Linked DNA regions of Mus musculus: region 2 is linked to region 1. The links are chromatin contacts, called in public Hi-C maps. All regions are on one chromosome and are shown on one strand. Each heading gives the region's core, a stretch centred on a gene start, on an enhancer-like site or on the middle of the called end of the contact. The rest is flanking DNA. Distances are from core to core; before and after follow the strand shown. Region 1 holds the start of Zdhhc16 (zinc finger, DHHC domain containing 16). Region 2 holds the start of Mfsd13a (major facilitator superfamily domain containing 13a).

What was found. Hi-C and Micro-C count contacts between places; a contact is called where the count stands out from the background.
Region 2: a contact with region 1 is called in a Hi-C map of B cells, with 6 read pairs. The contact joins the promoter of Mfsd13a here to the promoter of Zdhhc16 in region 1. A contact is called at or near these places in 1 of 39 promoter capture datasets (cranial neural crest) and 1 of 484 Hi-C or Micro-C datasets (B cells).

The regions. Positions count from the first base shown.
Region 1 is chr19:41,931,044-41,936,233 of GRCm38.p6, forward strand. Zdhhc16 (zinc finger, DHHC domain containing 16) reads left to right here and starts at 2,402. Exons shown (of 11, transcript NM_023740.3): 1 at 2,402-2,622; 2 at 3,695-3,840. It overlaps Exosc1 (exosome component 1), which reads right to left and starts at 2,271. Exons shown (of 8, transcript NM_025644.4): 1 at 2,209-2,271; 2 at 2,006-2,121; 3 at 313-387. The coding sequence starts at 2,239.
Region 2 is chr19:46,353,696-46,358,885 of GRCm38.p6, forward strand. Mfsd13a (major facilitator superfamily domain containing 13a) reads left to right here and starts at 3,185. Exons shown (of 9, transcript NM_029186.2): 1 at 3,185-3,289.

The sequences.
Region 1 (5,190 bases), core at 1,152-3,651:
TCTGTTCAGCTTCCAGATACTGAGACCACAGATAGGATGAATCGTATCTATATTGTAGCCTGGCTAAAAATAAAATTTTCATTTTTCTTTTCTTTTGAGACAGGGTTTCTCTAGGAAGCCCTGGCTGTTCTGAAACCACTCAGTAGACCAGGCTGGCCTCACGTATCTACCTGCCTCTGCCTTCTAAGTACTGGGATTAAAGGCCTGAGTCAACACATCCAAATAAACTTCAACAGCCCTATATAGCCAGGCGACTACTGAATTCAGCAGCCGACCATGGCAGCTATAGCACAGTGACTAGGACCCGCTCACCTTACAGGTGACGACAGCTCCCACATCTGGAAGCAACTGGGACTCTGTTTCTCTCATCACTGACACCACGGGAACCTGTGGAGAAAATAGAAAGGTCAGTGTAGTGGCTAAGTAAGCCTTGGTTTGAGAAAGCAGCCTGTAGATTAGTTTTTAGCCTATAGCAGAGGACATCAGTCATTTTAGGAAATAGAGGATCAGAAGCCATTAGAATTAGGTGGCCAGGTTTAATATAGCCTTTCTGATTAGTTGTAAATTACTGAAGATTCTCTTGGAATTTCCTGGTACAAATCCTTTTGCTTATAATTATGAATATCCTGACTCTTCCAAGCTATACTTTTTTTTTTTTTTTTTACACTTCATAAGTCAGATCTTGCAATTAAATGCTACAGAATGGCAACTCTTGTTTTAGTCCAATGGCAGCTGGCAAGTACCATCTTACCTCTCTTGCTTGGTGCGGTTTCCTCACCTTACTAAGTCCCTCCCATGTCAGTGTCCGTCTAACCCATTCTCTACAGGAGGATCACATTCTTTGCTCTCCTCCACCTCTACTTATATTCAGATGACTAAATCCTGTCACTGTCTAGAATGCACAGAGCCTGTTACATGTTCTTATTGTACCGCACAATTCTTTTGTACATTTGCTCATGATTTCTGTCCGCCTCCTCAGTAAGAAAAGCTGTGTATTGGGCTCGTGACTCTATCCCCAGTAGCAAATAAGGGCAGCCCTGAGCAGGTCACATTGAAAGTGCTCAAGAGACATCGATGCAGTGACTAAACACACAGGCTGAGGCTGACTTTATCTCCAGAACCAACAGACTGGAATCTGTTTTTACAAATAAGCTCAACACAAAGAGAGATGTTTAGGTCTAGCCAGTTCCTAAAGAGTTTTTATTTTTTCGGGAGATTGGATCTGTGGTCCCAGGGTCAGCATACTACGTAAGCTCTGTACTGATGAGCCACAAGTCTAAGGTTTTAGTTTTTATTTATTTTTTATCGTCTTACATGTATCAACGATTGCTTTTATCTGTGCCTGTTAGAAGCTGGGGATACGCTGGTGTACCACCAATCGTGGCTCCACTTAAATGTCTAGTTGGGCAAGAATCTAGTGATCAAGAGTAACATTTAAATAAGTGCCCTGGAGGGAGATTCTTGGGCATATCGATCCTTCTGCCACCAAACCCACTTTTTTTTAGTCAGAAGGTCCAGAAGGGCTTCTCTGGGAAAAAAAAAAAACAACTAAAAAAACCGATTAAATAAAGGGGTTGAGCAGGAGTGTGTTCCAGATAGACGACACGTGAATTGCACAGGCTTCGCGACAAGAGCGAGCTTAGTGCACTAAGACACTGGAAATCGCCAGCATTACTACATTGATGTCAGTGACGTGGGACACATGAAAGCGGAGGGGTAGTCGAGATGTACCACGTGAGGAAGCTCTCGGCTGGCTGGGCTACTCTTACATTTGCGTGCTTTTCCCTCCACTTCCTTCTGTGTGCATCCACAGAACTTAAGTCAGATTAACCTAACGGGTGTGCGGCCGGTGTGCTTCAGCACAGCGCAGAGATCACAGCCGGGAGACCAAAGCGTTCTGCGGCTGAGCCACCAAAGACGCGTCCGCCCGCTCTGCCTGTGCCCAAGGACCGGAACTCAACGGCACCCGGAGAGGGAACGCGCGCTGGGTAGCCGCTTCCTTTACCGCGCCATTCTCGCTGGTCTTCATCAGGCAGCCAGCCAGCGACGAAAAGATGTAGCCATGCCGGGTGTAGGTGCCGCTGCCGGGGCTGCCTTCCTCCAAGTTACACAGACGTTCGCCTGCAGAAGACAAGCTGCCTCAGCCACGGGCTCCCAGAAGCTGGTTGCCACACAGCCTGGAACTGCGTGCGGAGACCGCTCACTTACCGGGGATGCAGTACCTCACCGGTGGTGCCATGCTTGCCACCATCCACAACCCGGATGAGAACCAAGACGACTTCTCATTGGTCAGCTAGAGGAGCGGCCTCGCAGTTACACGAGTACCAATTGGCGCCTTCGACCGCACGGGGTGTAAGAGCGAGGTCTGACTCCATTTCCCAGGCTGCCCCGGGACAGATCTCTGGGCGTGCCTTTGCGGGCTCCGGGCCTCGCGCCTGCGCAGCTGGGTGGTGATGGGCGGGCGGCGGGTCCCGGTCCGCTGGCTAGCGCTGTGGGCTGAGGGCCATGGTGGGTCAGCCTTAGCTCGGCCCGGCCTGGGTCCTGAGCTGGAAGGGGAGGCAGTGGGTGGCGGACAGGGAGACTGGGCCTAATCTGGCTGATTGAGAAGCTGGCAGGAGGCAGGTAAGAGTAAAGGCGCGGTTCTTGCTTCCCATCCGAGTCCCGGTGTCCAGGCCTTTAAGTTAAGTTCCTGATCTCTCTACGACCTGCCCTGCGTGGATGCGTCCTCCTAGGTCCGAACGCATTTTCAGCCCCAACTCGCCCATTTCATGAGTTTGAAGACTCAGATCCAGGTTTGCTTTGTACAACAAAGTGTCGAAGTTGGTTCGAGACAGCCCAAGCTTAAGCCGATTTTTTTTTTTTTTTTGGACCTGAGCCCATCATAGATGGACCCTGCTGCACCTGGAGACACAACCTTTTTCTAGTTTTGTAGAACGACAGTTTCTTCTCTTGCAGGCAGATACTCTATAGAGTGTGAGCTCCTTAACTATGAATGAGCAGCTTGACGTTAGCATAGCATTCCTTTTGCTTTTTTTTCCCTTTTAGCATGTTAGCCGGGAAAGAAGCCTTCATTAATAGAATATTGTGCTTTATTGATATCTGACATCAGCTTGAGGTGGCAAAGGTTCCGGGAGCAGCAGCTTTTTCCGGATGAAATTTGCCATGACTTTGATCTCACTTTCATCTATTGGCTCTGGAGTTTATTGCTCTCTCCCCTTCCCTCCCTGTCAGCCAGGCTTCTTTGAGATACAGATGGTGATTTAGGGGAGTGCTCTTGCCTGCTAATCTCTAATCTGGTGGCAGATGGCCACTGTGGCCTGTGGGTCCTACTGAGAGGTGGCAGTACTTGGAGTGTGGAGAAATTATGCTGGCTTTATTCCTCCTCCGTGCATTCAGGTCATTCGTGCCTTCCCGCCACATTTAGATGTAAATACGACTTTGCTTTTTCTCTGTTTCCTGAGGGAAAACTTTTTCACTTGTGGCCCATTTAATACGTCTTTTTCTAGCCTCGTCATTATCCTGATATCCCATTAGGCTGAGGGGAGAGGGTCCTGGTCTCACTCTGTTCACTCAGAGTTGATAGGCACCACAAGCTTTCCATTTTACGGGTTTGATTTCCGGTTTGATTTGTCCTCTAGGTTATTGATCTCTAGAGCTATGATTCTAATACTGGTTTTATTTCTTTGTTAATCAGAAAGGATGAGCGCAGCAAATACTTGGGTGTTATCACATTGGTGAGAGTGTCTTTGCTGGCTCCTGTACAGCTGCCAGCCTTTCCTGTTCTGCATCTCTCCAGGTCATTCATTCAACAAGTATTTATTGAATACTTCTACAAGCCAGGTATTAAGATGTTTATAAGCATTTGATTTAAACCTTGGGCATATGTGTGTATATGTATGTATGTATGTACACGCATACATTTGTATGTATAAGAATTTAAGGTTTAGAGAAGAAGGTTCCAGGACTACTTATGGAAAGATTTGAACCCTAAATAGGGTATACATAGATGAGAATTGGTCAATCGAGCCTTAAAGTAGGCATTTCACACAGAACTCAAGGATGGAGAAGGTGATTGACAGTCGGATTCTTTATAAAGATACATTCTCGTGTATCTCATGCTGGTCTCAGACTGGCTGTGAAGCCAAGGATCATTTTTATCTAATCCGCTTGTCTCCAGATGTACACACATGCCCAGTTTTGAGGATCTTTATTTATTTTTTTTTAGGTGGGATAACACACTATGTTTTAGATAGAACTGATTGTCCTGGAAACTCACTCTGTAGACCAGGCTGGCCTCTGCCTCTGAATGCTGATATTAAAGGCGTGTGCCTCAATCTTTCTTTTTTTTTTTTTTTTTCTAAGATTTATTTATTATTATATGTAAGTACACTGTAGCTGTCTTCAGACACACCAGAAGAGGGAGTCAGATCTTGTTACGGATGGTTGTGAGCCACCATGTGGTTGCTGGGATTTGAACTCTGGACCTTCGGAAGAGCAGTCGGGTGCTCTTACCCACTGAGCCATCTCACCAGCCCCTCAATCTTTCTTTTCAACAGTTCCTTTTAATTCTTTCAGCTTCATAGGAAGTGATGGGAAAGGCCGGTCTCTTACCCTGTGAAGTGGCTATTGGTCTTTTCCCCATTACGCTTCAGTTTTCTTGCAGGCTTTTTTTTTTTTTTTTTTGCATCTTTTTATCTCACCTTGGGGTTTCCAAGATTGTGGAAGGAGATCATTAATGATTTTTGCAAAACTTTTTAAAGTGGGGTTGAGCCAGGGTGCAAGGAGAGTACTTTACTCCAGTTACTGAACTGAAACCCATCTCCACAGCAGAGTAGCTGCATCCAGTTTCTGCTGGGTCATGAGCTGCCTGTTAAATAAGTCAGTGAGGTTGCTGAAGGCAAAGCAGTATTCCTTATCCATCCATCATTAAAACAGATTATTTTTACGAAGCTAATGAGACTATCATGGAAAGTCTGTTGGTGTCTCTGTGTCCACAGTTGTATTCATTGCCTGGGCAGTCAGTGTCTGGGAATTTTGGGGCCAAGACTATCAACCACAGAAATGCTACTTAAACAGAGAAGACCTGGAAAAGCTCCCAAGAGGGCAGGTCCCTCCCACTACTGTCTCATACTCTGAATACTTGAAGTTAACTTGGTTGCTATATCCCAAGGATAAGACTGGGAGTGAAAT
Region 2 (5,190 bases), core at 1,935-4,434, 4.4 Mb after region 1:
ACAAAGCAAGTTTCAGGATAGCCAGGGCCACACAGAGAAACTCTGTCTCAAGAAAAAACAAAACAAGAAAGAAGAAAGAAAGAGCAGGAAAGCGACTCTTGTCCTAACTAGTATACACACACTCACTGGATGGATACAGCAGTATTGGTGCTGTTCTTCATGTATGTAAGTCCTGGAATAAATTTCACTCTGCAATCTTGTATCTGTTCGTTTGTTTTTCTTTCATCTCAAAGCACCCTGAAACATACCCCCCTCCCCCCAGTCAGGGTTTCTCTGTGTAGCCCTGGCTGTCCTGGAACTCACTTGTAGACCAGGCTGGCCTGGAACTCAGAAATCCGCCTGCCTCTGCCTCCCGAGTGCTGGGATTAAAGACGTGTGCCACCACACCTGGCTGAAACATGTTTTTATATACTTGGATGGGGTTATTCCAGAACAGGGGCCATAGAAGGGTAGAGGAGGGCTTGAAGGAGGAGAGGAAGGGGAAAAGCTAGGATAATGTGGGTGTCTGGGACAGTGCTGTGGGATCCCCGAAGGCTCTCTAGGACTGGGTTGAACAGGGTCCTATGGGACCAACGGTTTGCTGTGATGAACCCATTGCTATGTTGTTGCAAAGTAAAAAGGGGACAATGTTTCTGCTGCACAAAAAGTTGCCAGCAACAAAAAGGCATAAGGGTCAGTAGTGCCTAACCTCTAGCACGTTCCCCAGCGGCTTGGAAACAGTCTCCCGAGCTCCTGAAACTCTGTAGCCAATGATGGCCTTGAGCTGATCCTGATGCTTCGGTCCACCAAGCGCTGTGACTACAGGGACAGCCACAACCATAGGCACTTTACCCAACATAGGGATTGACCCTGAGGCTCAGGTATGCTCAGTGAGAACCCTTCCAAACCTACCTACATTTCTAGTCCCCTGCTTTCTTTTCTTTCTTTCTTTCTTTCTTTCTTTCTTTCTTTCTTTCTCTCTCTCTCTCTCTCTCTCTCTCTCTCTCTCTCTCTCTCTCTCTCTCTCTTCTTTCTTTCTTTCTTTCTTTCTTTCTTTCTTTCTTTCTTTCTTTTACACTGCCTTCAGCTCCCAAGTGCCTGGACTACAGATGGGCTTCGTCATGTTCAGCTCTAGTTCTCCCTGTATGCCTACAAAATCCCCATAAGCAATGGAGCAGTTTCAACAAAAAGAAGGTCCCTTGGCAGAAAAGTCAAAAGAGGCACTCCTTGCCTTATATCTCAGGGTAGGTGTTTTAGGGTTTTACTGCTGTGAACAGATACCATGACCAAGGCAACTCTTAAAAGGACATCATTTAATTGGGGCTGGGTTACAGGTTCAGAAGTTCATTCCATTATCACCAGGCAGGCATGGTGCAGGAGGAGCTGAGAGTTCTTCACCTTCATCTGAAGGCTGCTAGCAGAATATTGACTTCCAGGCAGCTAGGAAGAGGGTCTTACAGCCCACATCCATAGTGACACACCTGCTCCAACAGGGCCACACCTTCTAATAGTGCCACTCCCTGGGCCGAGCATATACAAACCAACACAGTAGGGAAACCAAACAGATAGCAGCGGGTCCTATTTGATTGCTTAGAAACTGGACTGAGCCATACAGACTTGATTTTAAAGGTCTAGTAAGTGTGGAAGAGGAAGGACTCCTCTGAGACTCCAGAGAAGTCTGGTCTAACCTGGTTGGGCATCTGGTTGTATGAAATTTGTTGAAGGCTGGGCACGGTGGTGCACATCTTTAATCCCAGCCCTTAGGAGGCAGAGGCATGAAGATCTCTGTGAGTTCAAGACCAATCTGGACTAGAAAATGAGTTCTAGGGCAGCTAGTGCTGTTAAAGAGAGAAACACTGTCTCGAAAAACAGAAACAATTCATTGACTGTTTCTCTGAACTTCAGGGTTTTTGCTTGGTTGGTTGTTTGGTTGGTTGGTTTTTGAGATGGGATTTCTCTGTATGCCCTACCTTTCCTGGGACTTGCTTTGTAGATCAGGCTGGCCTTGAAAGCAGAAATTCACCTGTCTCTGCCTTCCCAGTGCCAAGACTAAAGGTATGTGCAGCCGCCACCAGCACCCAGTGGTTATTTTCATCTGTAAGTGGAAATAATAGCATCTACTTCCCATGTATAATTTGAGGAAGAGGCATTTGGAACGGTGCACCTATCCTGCAAAGTACATAATAGTAGGTGGCTGAGCAGTTCTTTTATGTGTGTGTATCGCCAGCCCTGTTTTTGTTTTTAGTTTGAGATAGGGTTTAAAGTGCCCGGATTGCCCTTAATTCACTCTGTATTCAGCACAGGCTAGCCTTCTATGTAGCAAGAATTACAGACTATGCCTTTAACCTCGGCACTCAGAAGGTGGAAATTATCAGATCTTTGGGAGTTCGAGGCCAGCCTGGTCTACATAGTGAGTTCCAGAAGAGCTAGAGCCACATGGAGAAACCCTGTCTCGTAAAACAACACCACCACCACCACCACAACAACAACAACAACAACAACAACAACAACAACAACAACAGGAATTTCAGAAAGGCACAATCAGGCATTACTTCCTCTTCTAATTCTTGTTTTTTTTTTTTTTTTTTTTTTTTTTTTTAGGTTTTTCGAGACAGGGTTTCTTTGTGTAGCCCTGGCTGTCCTGGAACTCACTCTGTAGACAAGATGGCCTCCAACTCAGAAATCCGCCTGCCTCTGCCTCCCAAGTGCTAGGATTAAAGGCATGCGCCACCACGCCCGGCTTCGTCTTCTAATTCTTATTACTACCACTACAAAGAAGTCGGGCAGCATGGGTTGTGGGTTAATGGCCAAGTGCCTGTGTCTACCATCTCCTGCCCTGGCTCTCCATTCCTTTGATTCCTCATGCCCACAGCTCAAGCTGGACTTTGCACTCGCAGGCTCACAATCCAGCCGTAGGTAGTCTCTGCTAAATTCTCATCTTCTGAAATTAGGATCGGGGAAGAGAAGGGAGAGTCCCCAAGAGGAACTTGCTTTGAGCTGAAATGACAGTTTTCGTGGAGGTAAGAGAGAGGAGATAAGTACTTCAGGAATCCAGGCAACCTGCCCCTGTTGCCTGATGCCCGTTTTCTTTTGGGTCCCTAAGGGAAATAGCCCATTACAAACATGGCAGCGACAGCCTCAGGCGCGGTCACCTGCCCGAGCTGCTATCGGGAGAGCCGTGCGGAGCCAATAGCTGGGAAGGGGCGGAGGGAGAGACTGGGGAAGCCCAAGGCTGCTAGCGCGCAGGCGCACTGGCTGGCACCTGGCTCCCCCGCTGCCGCGGAATTAGGCATCGTCTGCCAGGATTGCGGTGAGCTGCTGGCCCACGGCCCAGGACCTCTCCGGTCCCGGAGGAGCGGGCCGGACCCCGGGGCTGATCTGATACAAAGGACCAGCCCGAGGGTGGGGCGGGAATGCGTTGCGCTGTTTGAGTCATTGGGACACTTTGCGCGGTTCCTTAAGGTGCCAGATTATGGATTGGAAAATTCTGGGGTCAGGAGGAATTGGGACCAAGGGGCAAGTGTAGAATCCCCGCTGAAGGTCTCTGTTGGGGTAAGAAAAGGGGATGCACCGTCCAGGTTGCTCCTTGAGGAATCTGAGTTCATGGATGCAATGGTTCAGGCCGGGATTCACTCATTGACCTAGTGGCCCTTAAACCTGGTAGCAGAGTAGAACCACTGGATAGTTTAAAAGATGCTGGGCATCACCTCCAGAGATCCCAATTTTAGAGGTCTGAGCGAGGTCCGAGCCTAGGTGTTCTAGAATAGCTAGCTCTTCAGGTAATGTGCAAACGAAATGAAAACCACTACACGTGTTTCTGAGTAGAAAGCTCCTGGGTTGATTCCCAGTTAATTCCTCAGAGACTTAGAAGTGGCCAGCGATTCTGAGGTGAGTCGGCTCTGACACTTTCGTGCCACCATAAAATCCTGTGAAGGACCGAGAAAGTCCCTCTGGCAATGGGTGAAAACTCCATTTTCCATCCGAGGAGGGTGAACCTGTTAACTCGCGGGAGAGAGTCGGGCTCCTTCAACAACTCTCCTGCGGGCTCCTTCATTCTGCGGAGACTGACCAGGGAGTGAAACAGCTAACAATCCAGTCAGCAGCTTGCTGAGAAAATGACACGCCTAGTATTTGCTTTGTTATTATGACTTGAAATTCCACCTGCTCATTCGATACTGGCAGGACAGGCAGCAAACAGATTTGCTTTTTCCACAGACGTGGGAACAAGTTTTGTGGCTACGTGAGGATAGCGTTCATCCTTGACCCAAGCACTGCTGATACATACAGTATTACTTAGTAGTTTTTCCCCTCTGTGGTCTCTACAGGCTCCCTCCTGAAGGGAGTGGGAACCGCCTACCCTCCTCCTCCTGATAGTCTTCCTTCCGGGCCCAGCCGGTTACTCCTTGGTTTCCTCCCTCAATTGTACTCTGTCACCAGAGGTTGCTGCGGTTGGCCAATCTTTCCTGTTGTTAATCTCCCAGAAACCTTGGAGAGTGGACTGCTAGGAGAAGGATCTTGAAGTATCTCCGAAGGGCTCCTCAAGAGAGAAATGCTTTTGTGTCTCCTACCCTCAGCGGGTGTCTTCCATCTTGATAGAAGCTTGGTGGAGGCTTACAAACTCCCTTTTTAGTCTGGCCCCTTTTACTACTACCTGGGTCACATTCTGCCCTTGTTTTCTTAGCTTGGTACTGTGTCCTGGGTGAAAGGGTTGTAACTTACTGCTGGCTTTTACCAACACTGCCCTCGTACATCTGCAGCCTCAATGCACAGGTTTGCTATAGGGTTCGAGGTTGCTACTGCTTCTCCAAACCCCACAGCCAATCAGAGCACCTAGAGTGGGCTGTGGGTGTTTGTTTTCCTGTGACTGCCCTTTGTAAGGCAGAGGACACCCACATTGGCCTTGGGGGACAATGGACTCAGCAGGTGTTGAGCAGAGGCTTGGGGGAGGGATCTGCAGGAGGAGTGGCCTAGCCTTGTTCTTGGGCTCTTGAGCTGGAGGGAAATAGAGAAAGCACTCATTCCCAGGATGCAGGGGGACTGGAAAAGGTAGACAATACCTGATTGGGCGAACCTGGGGGGTATGAGGACCCTGGCGAGGGCTTTGAGGGAGCAAGATTTCATAAGATTGTGGAAGTGGAGCCGGGCAGTGGTGGCGCACGCCTTTGATCCCAGCACTTGGGAGGCAGAGGCAGGCGGATTTCTGAGTTTGAG